Linked DNA regions of Sparus aurata: region 2 is linked to region 1. A link is a contact called in public Hi-C data. All regions are on one chromosome and are shown on one strand. Each heading gives the region's core, a stretch centred on a gene start, on an enhancer-like site or on the middle of the called end of the contact. The rest is flanking DNA. Distances are from core to core; before and after follow the strand shown. Region 1 holds the start of has2 (hyaluronan synthase 2). Region 2 holds the start of zhx2a (zinc fingers and homeoboxes 2a).

Region 1 (5,224 bases), core at 2,263-4,762:
AGATCGGTCTGATCAGTGTGTTTAAGCACTCATATGATGGCTCCTCGGTCCTTGAAGCAGATTTAAGAGCTTTTGGACAGCCTTCAAGACGGCAGCCCAAAACGACTCTCGACTCAAGTCCGGATCAAGGAACAAGGGTTTATCACATAAGTGAATTGGGATATACCCTTGATATTCATCAGCCAAGTTTCCTAACTTTACCTGCTGATCTAATGAGGGCTTTGAAGTCAAACTAAAAGCTTGAAGCGTTTTGAGTAACTCTCTGCAGGAGGTGCAGCAATAGATATGAATCATTTTTGGGAAAAGCGCTGTTAATGTGTTTGTACAGCAGATATGACAAACCTAAACCTTTAATGTCTCTGTTGCAATATGGGGTTAAGGGCTTTGGTCGAAGAACTACTGACAGAGGTTCACATGGGAAGAGCATCACTCATCCAGTCCCAAACCCATAGAGTTTTCTTTGAATCGGCCCGTATATATTGCTCATGACGTCGCGGCTACGCTTTGGTTGAGGGGTGATGGTGGTGTCAGTGTGGGGGATTTGTGTTCAATCTCAGGCTGCCATACTGGATAAAGCAAAAGTAAAACAAACCTCAGATTGACTGTGTGACATTTATTGTGAACACAGGCCCACAGCTGAACTATACCTCCCAGGATAATTGCTCAATATATTCCCCAATGATCTGCTGCTGTTTCCTGCCTGTAGAGTCTCACAGTGGTAGACACAGTGCGTGTGTAGAGTTTATGTGTTCCCATATGGATATTCTGACAACACAATAGGTGTGTGGCGCAGTACGTCAAGTTCTATGGAAATGAACTTGACTTACAGCAATTTTCATTCTTAGCCTACAGGGTCTCGTGGCTACTGATAAATATTAGCGTCGACAGCAAAATGGCAACAAGAGCACAACTTTTATAATGTTGTTGGCATGTTCAGATTTGACCATTTGCTCCCATCTGCCCTCGCTGTTTCCTGAGGGAAATGCCCTGATACTCAAACAAGCAGATAAAGAAAAGTCCCAAATGACTTGATTGGACACCAAAATATATCTTACTGTCCTCCAAGTAGTATTTCGAAATGTGTACATTGCCATGGATGCTATTTATGTTCGGAAAATCTCCTTTAAGTACTCACTGAGGCCCTCATTTTGAAAGTTTCCCATGATGCCAGTGACACGTTTCTTCTACACCATGTTAACTCTACGTCCCCTTCCAGGAAGCCTTTAGGTCTGCACGTGATTGTGTATTTCCTTCTTTAAATAAATACTTGTAAATGAGCTCGTACAACAGTCAAGAAGCCAATAGTAGAGGTCTCATTTGGCTCCAAACAGTATGTGGCCCCTGTGACAATAATGACGCTCACCGACTGGTACAGTCAGGGGGAGACCCTCTGGAGCTTGGAAACAGTGTGTTTTTACAGCACCATACATAAACAATGCAGGTCTACAGGGGGTTTCCTACAGGCCCCGTTTCCATTCATCACCTGAACTTGTATACACTCACGTTCTGAACGTGATGTTTTACAAACAGGACGCTTATCATGTGAGTCTGTAAGAAATATGACGTCGTTACGAGGAAAACCATTTGGGTTCAAGTTCATATTGTCCAGATCAGTCATTTTTATTCATAGAGCTCATAACTACAGCACACAAGTTCACCTCAACGGGCTTCAGAATGTATACAAGACTCAATTCGGGTGAAGGGACATTTGATTTCAAAGTCATGATCATCAATTCAACAAAGTGAAGTCACACACACACTGACCTCTTCAACCTATCGCTGTTGTATCATTGAATGCTCACCTTTAAGCAGCGGAAATACACTTTACATGTAGATTCAAGGGCGTCACTTTGTGTTGCGTCTTCAACATATGCAATTTGCAACAGTGCAATGAGGGGGTTTAATGAGGTCAGTAGATAATTATTGCGGGAGGCAACAAATTTGGTCTCGTTTGAGTCGCCATTTCTTGGTGCAAGCAACTTTTTAGCACTAGTGTTGCTTGCAGCATGTCAGCATCCAGAGTGTGAATGACACCTATGTGTAGATATAATTTGAAACCATTTGGTGGGTTTTTTTTCATTATTTGTGTCACTTAAACAATGAGATTACTTTCACCTTGTTTTATCATTTTTCAGTGAAACAAGGAGTCGACACAGGCCTATGTTCAAATTAGTGTCATCATATGTATTGATATATATATTTAATAATGTCCTGCAGTGTATATTTCAACTTATCAAATGATATATTTTAAATTATTTTCTAAAAATACCATATATTTAAAAAGAAATACAAAACATAACCTTGTCAATTATGCTAAATATATTTAAGTCATATGTTTTTAAATACATATCAGTATATCACTTGTAGTATTTGAATGTACAGTTATCATATTAACATGTATTTTTGATATATTACAATATGCAGTACGCTTGTTCCGTATCTTAAATCCTCAAATGTGCATTAACCGATTTGATCCAAAGTGAAGATGCGAGAGTAAAAATCCTTCAATGAGCAGAACAGACTGACTGGGTTCACGCATACACTAATGTTCTGAGATAACCATGTATTCCCAAAAACATCAGCTTTTCATAAACCGAGGAAATCACCCCTGTTTTCAGCTCGATGGCTTTTTGAGACATTCAAATGAAAATTTTCTTTGCACACCGTGAAGAACATTTACTCCTCCAGGTTATCCAAATAATTAAAATTCACCATATTTGGAGACGTGTGGTTTCCACTGGACAACAATGCCTTTGTTTCCTAACCATAGACTTTTCCAGGTATTGCGGAGGAGTTCCTGATAATGACGCCAAACGCTTCGTGACTCACGGTGGCCGGACTAACGAGTCCTGATTTTTAGTCGGATACTCCCTTTAGATTGCCTTTCAGGAGGAGCTACTGTACATTGTAGTGCCTGCTGACCCTCTGTTCTGCATCACACAGCACTGCCTGCTGGACAAAGTTGGGAACTGCTGAACTAGCGAATCAATGAAATGACTGAAATTCCATAACATCCAAACTCTGGCTTCCACGTGCCTATGTGCGCCTCTTGACTGTAGATGACTGTACAGATTCGCATGCTGCTTCCAGCTGTTCTCTCAGTGTGTAACTTCTCTGTGGACGATTTTCTCTTAATCATATGAATAATTCTCAATATGAGGCAACATTTACAGGCTTGATGTAAAGATCAGACCTGGGGCCAGTTGTCACACTGTATACAGGCTAATTGAAGACTAAACGTGTAGGTTTCACTGCCTCTCAGAAACATGCCATATTCCTGCTCTGAATGGGGGCATGGACATCCAACCTCTCTCTCTCTCTCTCTCTCTCCTACCTCAGGAGTTTGAATGAGTTTGGATGAGTGAGTCTCTCTCTCTCTCTCTCTCTCTCTCTCTCTCTCTCTCTCTCTCTCTTCTCCTCTCTGTCGCTCCTCCTCATGCCCCCCAAACCATCCCCTCTTATTAAAACAACACGCCAATCTGTTGCAGCCCGGTAAAAGGGGTTTGGGAGCCGCAGCAGCCATAAAGGAGACTCCGCACACACACAGCCGTCTGGAAGGCATTAGACAGCAGCGGCACAGAGACTTTTTGGCCACTTCTCTGCGCTCTGTGTAACCTGGATGCTCGGGGAAACTAGACATACTTACCTACACGCCCCTCAAGAACCCAAAAAGGTCTGACTCAGATTTGTTAGGAGTCACTGCTGGAAACTTTTTTTTTTCTTCATCTTCTTCTTCTATGTCAATATGATTGACGCTGACAAAGTTGATGGCTTTTTTTGTTCGTTGTAACTTTTAGAAACTTTTAAACAATGAATGAAACTGTCAGAAGTTGATGGAGAAAGATGTTTATCATCCTCGCGTAGCTCCTTTTTTATGTATACTTTTTTACATGAATGATGCCAAAGATGACTGACACGATGCTTGTGTTTGTACACCTCAGATGCCTGCGGTGCACAGTTAATGACCGCAGACAGACTGTTGAGAACTAGAGAAGGCGAGAATATTCTTGAGCTCATCCAGCTGAGCAAACTGACAAGGAGCCTGCGCGAGTCTTATTTCATTTTTTTTCCTGATTAATGAGGACCAATTTCAGCGGATTCATGAGACTCAAACAAGTGTCCTCTGAAACTTTGTCGAGACTTTTTCTCCCTGTGGAGCGGTACCAGAGCCGCCGGAGTTGACCGCATCCTTTCTCAAGGACGAACGAGAGGAGAACAGCTGATTCAAGGTAGGCGGCCAATGGCCATTTGGTCTGGTGACGACGCAGCCTGCTGACAGACAGTGATAGATGTTGCATCAGAAGACTGTAGTGGTTAAGACGCTAATTAATTATTTTTAAACTCGCCAAACTCTCGCTTAACACAACTATGACGAGGTTTCCGTCATACTTTAAATAATATGGTTGCTGTGCAATATTTAAGCTCTGTAAAGGAAGTGATGCATTAAATTTGGGTTCATGCCAGCTGTCACTAGCGTAGCTTTTCGTCTTCATGCGTCTTAACGCGCCCTGCGTAAAAACGCGGATATCTTGTACGGAACGTTTGAAGTTGACAATAAATTGCGATATTTCATTGCGATCATTTAAAATGTTATTACTTAAAAAATAAGAAAACATGTGTCTCAAAAATGTAATTTGTCCAAACTTGCATGAAAGTATGCAATCCTCCTTTTCCAGATGTGCCAGCTTTGCGAAATTCGCCAGGATAACTTCACACAGTCTTTGCTGAGCCAGTTATTGTACCCTGAGAATAAACTAAATTGATGACGTTACAAGCCGTACGTCATCCTTTCAGATTCGTGAGCCAATGGGACCGCTGGATTTGGGCACGTTCAGGAGTGCCTCATGGTCCAAGGGCGTAATTTGATGCCCGGTGTGAAAGATCGCTCTTTACGCACACGGTGTTCAAGAGTAAATTAGGAAATATTTCTCAATGTATTGCTGTTTGCTAAGTAATGGCATCAGAAGTGTACTTTATTGAAATACTTAGCAGTGAATCCAGCCCCTCCCAAGTTCAGACCAGTGCCGTCCATGAAATGCATGCAAACATGACTAAAAGCAGGTGCCACTTGAACAGCGAGCCCTCAGAACATAGGCTAATGATTACAGATGTCTTGCAAGCTGTTGGCATTATAACTTCCACATATGCACCCCTACTCAAACACATTTCAGACAAATACCCGAATGCAAATGAACATCTGTCACACTCCTCTGACATACTCTCT
Region 2 (5,074 bases), core at 53-2,552, 150 kb before region 1:
ACAGTCCGGGGGCACTGGGTTCATAAGCAAAGTTAATATTCTGAATAAGAAAACAACCACGCCTGACTTTCTTTTTTTTTTTTTTTTTTTTACAGCAGCTACAGGCCTGCTGCAAGGACAGGATATAAGTGAGCTCCTATGCTACAGCCCTGTGTGTGTGTGTGTTCATGCAGTATGAGCCGCGGTCTCGGAGGGGAGGAGGCATCAGCAGAGGTAACGTTACGCCTACATCACAAGAGTCGCGCAAATCAAAGTCTATAAACAACGCCGGAGTCCAAAAGTTGCGCTCGAACCCGAGCACCGCCGAACGCGAGCTGCTCCACCGGCGGCCGTGCGGACTTTTCGCCGCCGTTTCCGCCGGCCAACCCCGAGATGTGACAGAGGGGCGCAGAAAAACACTCTCCCCAAATGTTCCCCCTCTCGCCATCGACGTAACAACATGTCGGCAAAGGACGGCCATGTTTTGCTGGTTATGTCGACACGGGGAGGAGGAGGAGGAGGAAAAAAAAGTAGACACGATGTCTCTCCTCGGCCGCCCGCTCCCGCCGCGGTCACAACGTATCAAAGTGAAACTTGAACGCGGGGGAGAAAACGTCCAATTAACAACTTGGCGGACACATTGTGCGAGCACGCAGGTGTAAACGGCGAGGGGCAGGCAAAGTTCATGCGGCTAGACAAGTTAAAATATTTATGCTGAGGCGTGTGGGTGTTCTGGAGCCGAGCACAGGCTGAGCAAGGCGAGACAGAGGCACGGAAAATACACAACTACATGCAGTTTTAACTTGAGGGACTTTTGAGGGAGGAGGAAGAGGAGGAGGAGGAGGAGGGGGGCTCGTGCTCGAGCCGTTTGAAAAACAGAGGAAGAGTTGATCCGTTTCTTACCTGCCCACCGTTTTGGCGCGATGCTCAGGTGGTGCGGTGCGAGCCCGAGACGACTGGCGTGGACGAAGAACCGAGCCCGATCTGTTTTTTAAACACTCTCGCGGCGGTCCAATAGCCGAGCAGACAACAGGCGACAGGAAAGAAAAAATTGGCGATCACAAGGAGGATCTACGCCAAAAGCCACATGATCGCCGACGTCAGAGTACGTATTTGCATGCCGTACCGAAGCGCCGGTGTCCGTCCATAGCCGGTCCATGGTGCCGCGGCTGAGAAAAGTTCAGAAACAGGCGGAGGAAAGTGGAGCAACTCCGTGTCCCGGTGGCTCCATGAAGCGTGCCTGCTGGTGTAATAATGAATGAACGGCGCGTTGTTGCCGTCAAGTTGTTCCTGTGCTGATGCCTGCCTGCCTCTCTGCTCGCAGCTAATTGAATATTCAAGTATCAGAGGGGGGCGTTTGTTACCCCGAAGGTCCCGCCCCTCCCCCTGTCACCCCGCCCACCCCTCTTTCTCTCTCGGCCCCCCATCTCTCTCTCGCTCTCTCTCTCTCTCTCTCGCTCTCTCTCTCTCTCAGTGTGCATGTGAGGTGTGGATCTGCTGCAGTGCTTTTCCACAGTGGAGGTTGGCCTGCAGATAGGGGAGCCACAGCACATATCACCGCCTGTCACCACACACAGCAAACACTATGACATCTGGACCCACAAAGGTTAGTCTGGGGTCAGGTGATACTCAGGGTTCGTGTTGGTGAGAGATGTTGCCCTGACGTGACACTGGCTGCTCTGTGAGCTCACACACAACAGTGACCTCCACTGGATCTGCCTCAGAATTGATTCTGACCTTGGCTCATGCATGCATCACAGCCCCCATGTAGCCGCGATGGAGTCATGTACACAGTTTGTACTGCAGTGACGCTTCTGTAACGAGACTCAGGGGTCGTGTATGGAAAAATACCAGGTGACACAGAAAAGGGTTATCTTAATAAAGTGATGGGTGGGTTGTCGGAGAGGTCGGGGTGCAGGTTCAACCCCAGCACACTGACCCTTCGATGTATTTATTCTGTTGCTCAGTGACCCTTCAACAGCACTGATGTTCGCTGACATGTGGTCTCAGCTTTGCTGCAGTCCTTGGTTGACGGGTCTTTCTCTAGCCCTCAGGGAAAAAGCAAATGCATCAATATAACTTTGCAAATGTAGGCATGTCACTTAAAAATGAACGTGATGACAAATCTGCTGATTTCACTCTGGTTACTTAATGTGTTTTCTGGGTATGCAAGGTTTCAAGAGCACAAAACACGACTGTTTTATCTTAAAGAGGTCTAATTCAGTATTTCTCTTACGTTAAGTCGAGGGACTTGTGTGAGAAAAGAACAGTTGCAATCGGTGTTGCAGAGGCTGAGATGTGCTGACCTGTAGACCCTAAACACTGAATCCTGCACTTTACATGATGCACTTCAGTAGTGGGTCTTTTGCTTTGGTTTATTACACAGGCTTTCTTAAAAATGATAGTATCCTCTGGGTTAAACCAACCTTGATGTGTAAAATTGGTGGAGTGCCCCTTTAAGTTCACTTGGATCCAAAATCAGGCCTGCTCCTCTGGGTCTACTGCTGCTGCGCTGCATCGGATGCATCACATGTGGAGGATTACATAAAAGAGACTATAATTAAGTTATTTGTTGATTGAATTGAATATCATTGGTGCAAATTTGGCCATATATTTTGGCTGGATATAGCCACTGACATATTGGTTATTATAATAAATAAGGTAGTTGGTACCATTTAAAACCATCATACCAAGCTTGCTTATGTGTGTGTGTGTGTGTGTCATTATCAATATCATGTCTCTGTGTGAATGTTGAAAAATTCAGTTTTCTATTTGATGAAATAAAAAGATGATAAGAAAATAATTGAGTTTATCTTTTTATTAGATGTGTGTAGCTCTCTCTGCTGTCAAATTCTCTTGGCTAGATGAAAACAACTATATAAGGAAAGATGTAAATGGCATGTCCTGAACAATATTATGAGGGAAAAAGAAAGATCAAGAGCTGCGTATTCCTCCAGCCTTGTTTTGAAGGACTGCTTTACCTCAGGAATGTTTGACTGTGTAGTTCATGTTTTCATGTCTCTTCCGGACCCGACATCGAAGCCTCCAAAGAAAGTTTTAAATTATTAATATTCTCTGAAGAGTTTATGAAGTTGTCAGCTTGCCTGCTCTGATCCTTTTCCTCAAAATTATATTATAAATGAGTTAAAGTGATCAATCAATCCCTTAAATCTGAATGTCAGTTCACTGTTTTTCTTTCTGCCAGTTTAATCCTTCCGTGCTGTGGATCAGTCAGCTCTTATCTCCAATAGATGTTCTGATCCACAAAGATGCAGTGATGATCACACGGCCACACAGTTCACTCAATTTAGACCAACCTCTCCTTTGAAAGCCAAAGTAGTTTAGACTAGTTAGGACAAAATAACCACCTCATATTTCTCGTGCGTGATTTGTACATTAATCGGATGAAGTTAAAGGTGCAATACGTAAAAGACAGAGTTAAAACATACAAAAAATAACTAGACTTATTAACAGAAAGTAAAGAAATAATTGATGTTATGTTAAAAAATAAGATATCTGCTGAAGTTTGCATGCTAACCAGTTAGCCTTGGGCCTGAAAACCTCTTTGGTAAGCCAAAGCTGCCATGTTATCGGCAGCAATGTCTACAATCCTAAGGTAGTCAAGTTAGCAACAAGGCTAACTGAGCTAAAAAGCTAACAGTAGCTAACAGTCATGGATGGATAAACAACATACAGTTAGCTGCAAATTGTAGCTACTCTTAGCTCAGTAAAATGTGCAGTTAGCAATCCAGACTGGGAGCTATTTTTTAAATGAAAATGTTTGCACTTTGTACCTTTTTAAATGTAGCACACCAGTCTCTACAGTATGTGTGCACGGTGTAGTTTTAGTCATGGTCCAATATTGTGCTGAGTGAGTGAGGGAGGCTGACAGTGTTATCTTAGTGCACCTGCAAACACATGTCCAGAATAGAGATTTGGAAAAACAAAGATATGAAATTGCTTGTTTTGTGGCTAAAGGTCTTATCAAATATAACCAAGGCAAGCAATTATGAACCTGTGTTTAACCAGTTTTAGCCCCCTTTGACATTGGCTTTAAAGCCATATTATGTTTCAAACGGCTTCAAAAGCGTTTCGATGGTACAATGTCTTGTAATAAAGTGAATGGTGTCTCTGTCTCAGCCACTCTGCCGGTCCCAGCTGTCACTTGTCTCAGCATTATGTAACCTCAGTGAGAGGGTGGGATCAGTGTTACATACATGTTTACTTCAACACACAAGTTTTAAACACATTATATTCATGTGACATAATGTGTTTTTGGTCTAGTTAGCGCCTACATTACATCTTTGTTACAGAGCTGGGATTTGTCTGGGCTATTTTTCCCCATAACCATTTTATTTAAGATATATGAGGCTCACTGTGGTGCCAGTTTTCTGTTTGTCCACTGCCATTTCTCACTACACCTACTTATCATTGCCTCATGCCCCAGAGAGGACAACTGAAAAATATATCTTCTTCTTCTCTTCTTATCATTACACAGACAGTAAATTCTGTATCATGATCTAAAGGATAAATGTGATGTGACTAAAACAGAAGGTCACTAGATGGTGCCAAATGGCTGTATGATTGCTTGCGTGCAGCATTCCTAAGCCTCCTGTCAGGCACTGAGCTGCAGTGTTTGCATGCGTCCTATTTGAGGTGCATATACGGTGGAAATGCTTCCAGCTTTCAGTGCATCCAATAATACATTTGCTTAAATCCATACCATCTTGGAGCACACAAGGTAATTAAAAACATTATATAATATCTTTGCAACCTCATATTTGCTTTGGGGATTGAAAGCACTTCATGGTCATTTTTACATGTGACTTTGCTCATTAACATACATGATTGTGACAGATTAGAAACACTGGAGGAACTGGGAAGAAGAATGAGGACTGGAAGTGATGAGGGTTAAGGGGCAGAGAGAAAACATTAAAAGGGAGATTTATAAGAAGCGACTTTGTCACAAGAGCTTATTAAGAGTTAAAGTGTCAGTGTGTGGTCAGAAGTCAAGTTGGCGTGGCGGTTAACAGATGGCGTGCATGTGAACACACATAGGGAATACCCGACTTGGACAACCTCTCCTCTCCATTAT

What was found. Hi-C and Micro-C count contacts between places; a contact is called where the count stands out from the background.
Region 2: a contact with region 1 is called in a Hi-C map of an unstated tissue, with 11 times the contacts expected there. The contact joins the promoter of zhx2a here to the promoter of has2 in region 1. A contact is called at or near these places in 2 of 2 Hi-C or Micro-C datasets (skeletal muscle and an unstated tissue).

What each region holds. Positions count from the first base shown.
Region 1 is chr17:12,948,208-12,953,431 of fSpaAur1.1, reverse strand. has2 (hyaluronan synthase 2) reads left to right here and starts at 3,512. Exons shown (of 4, transcript XM_030392695.1): 1 at 3,512-4,229.
Region 2 is chr17:13,098,395-13,103,468 of fSpaAur1.1, reverse strand. It overlaps zhx2a (zinc fingers and homeoboxes 2a), which reads right to left and starts at 1,302. Exons shown (of 13, transcript XM_030393506.1): 1 at 883-1,302.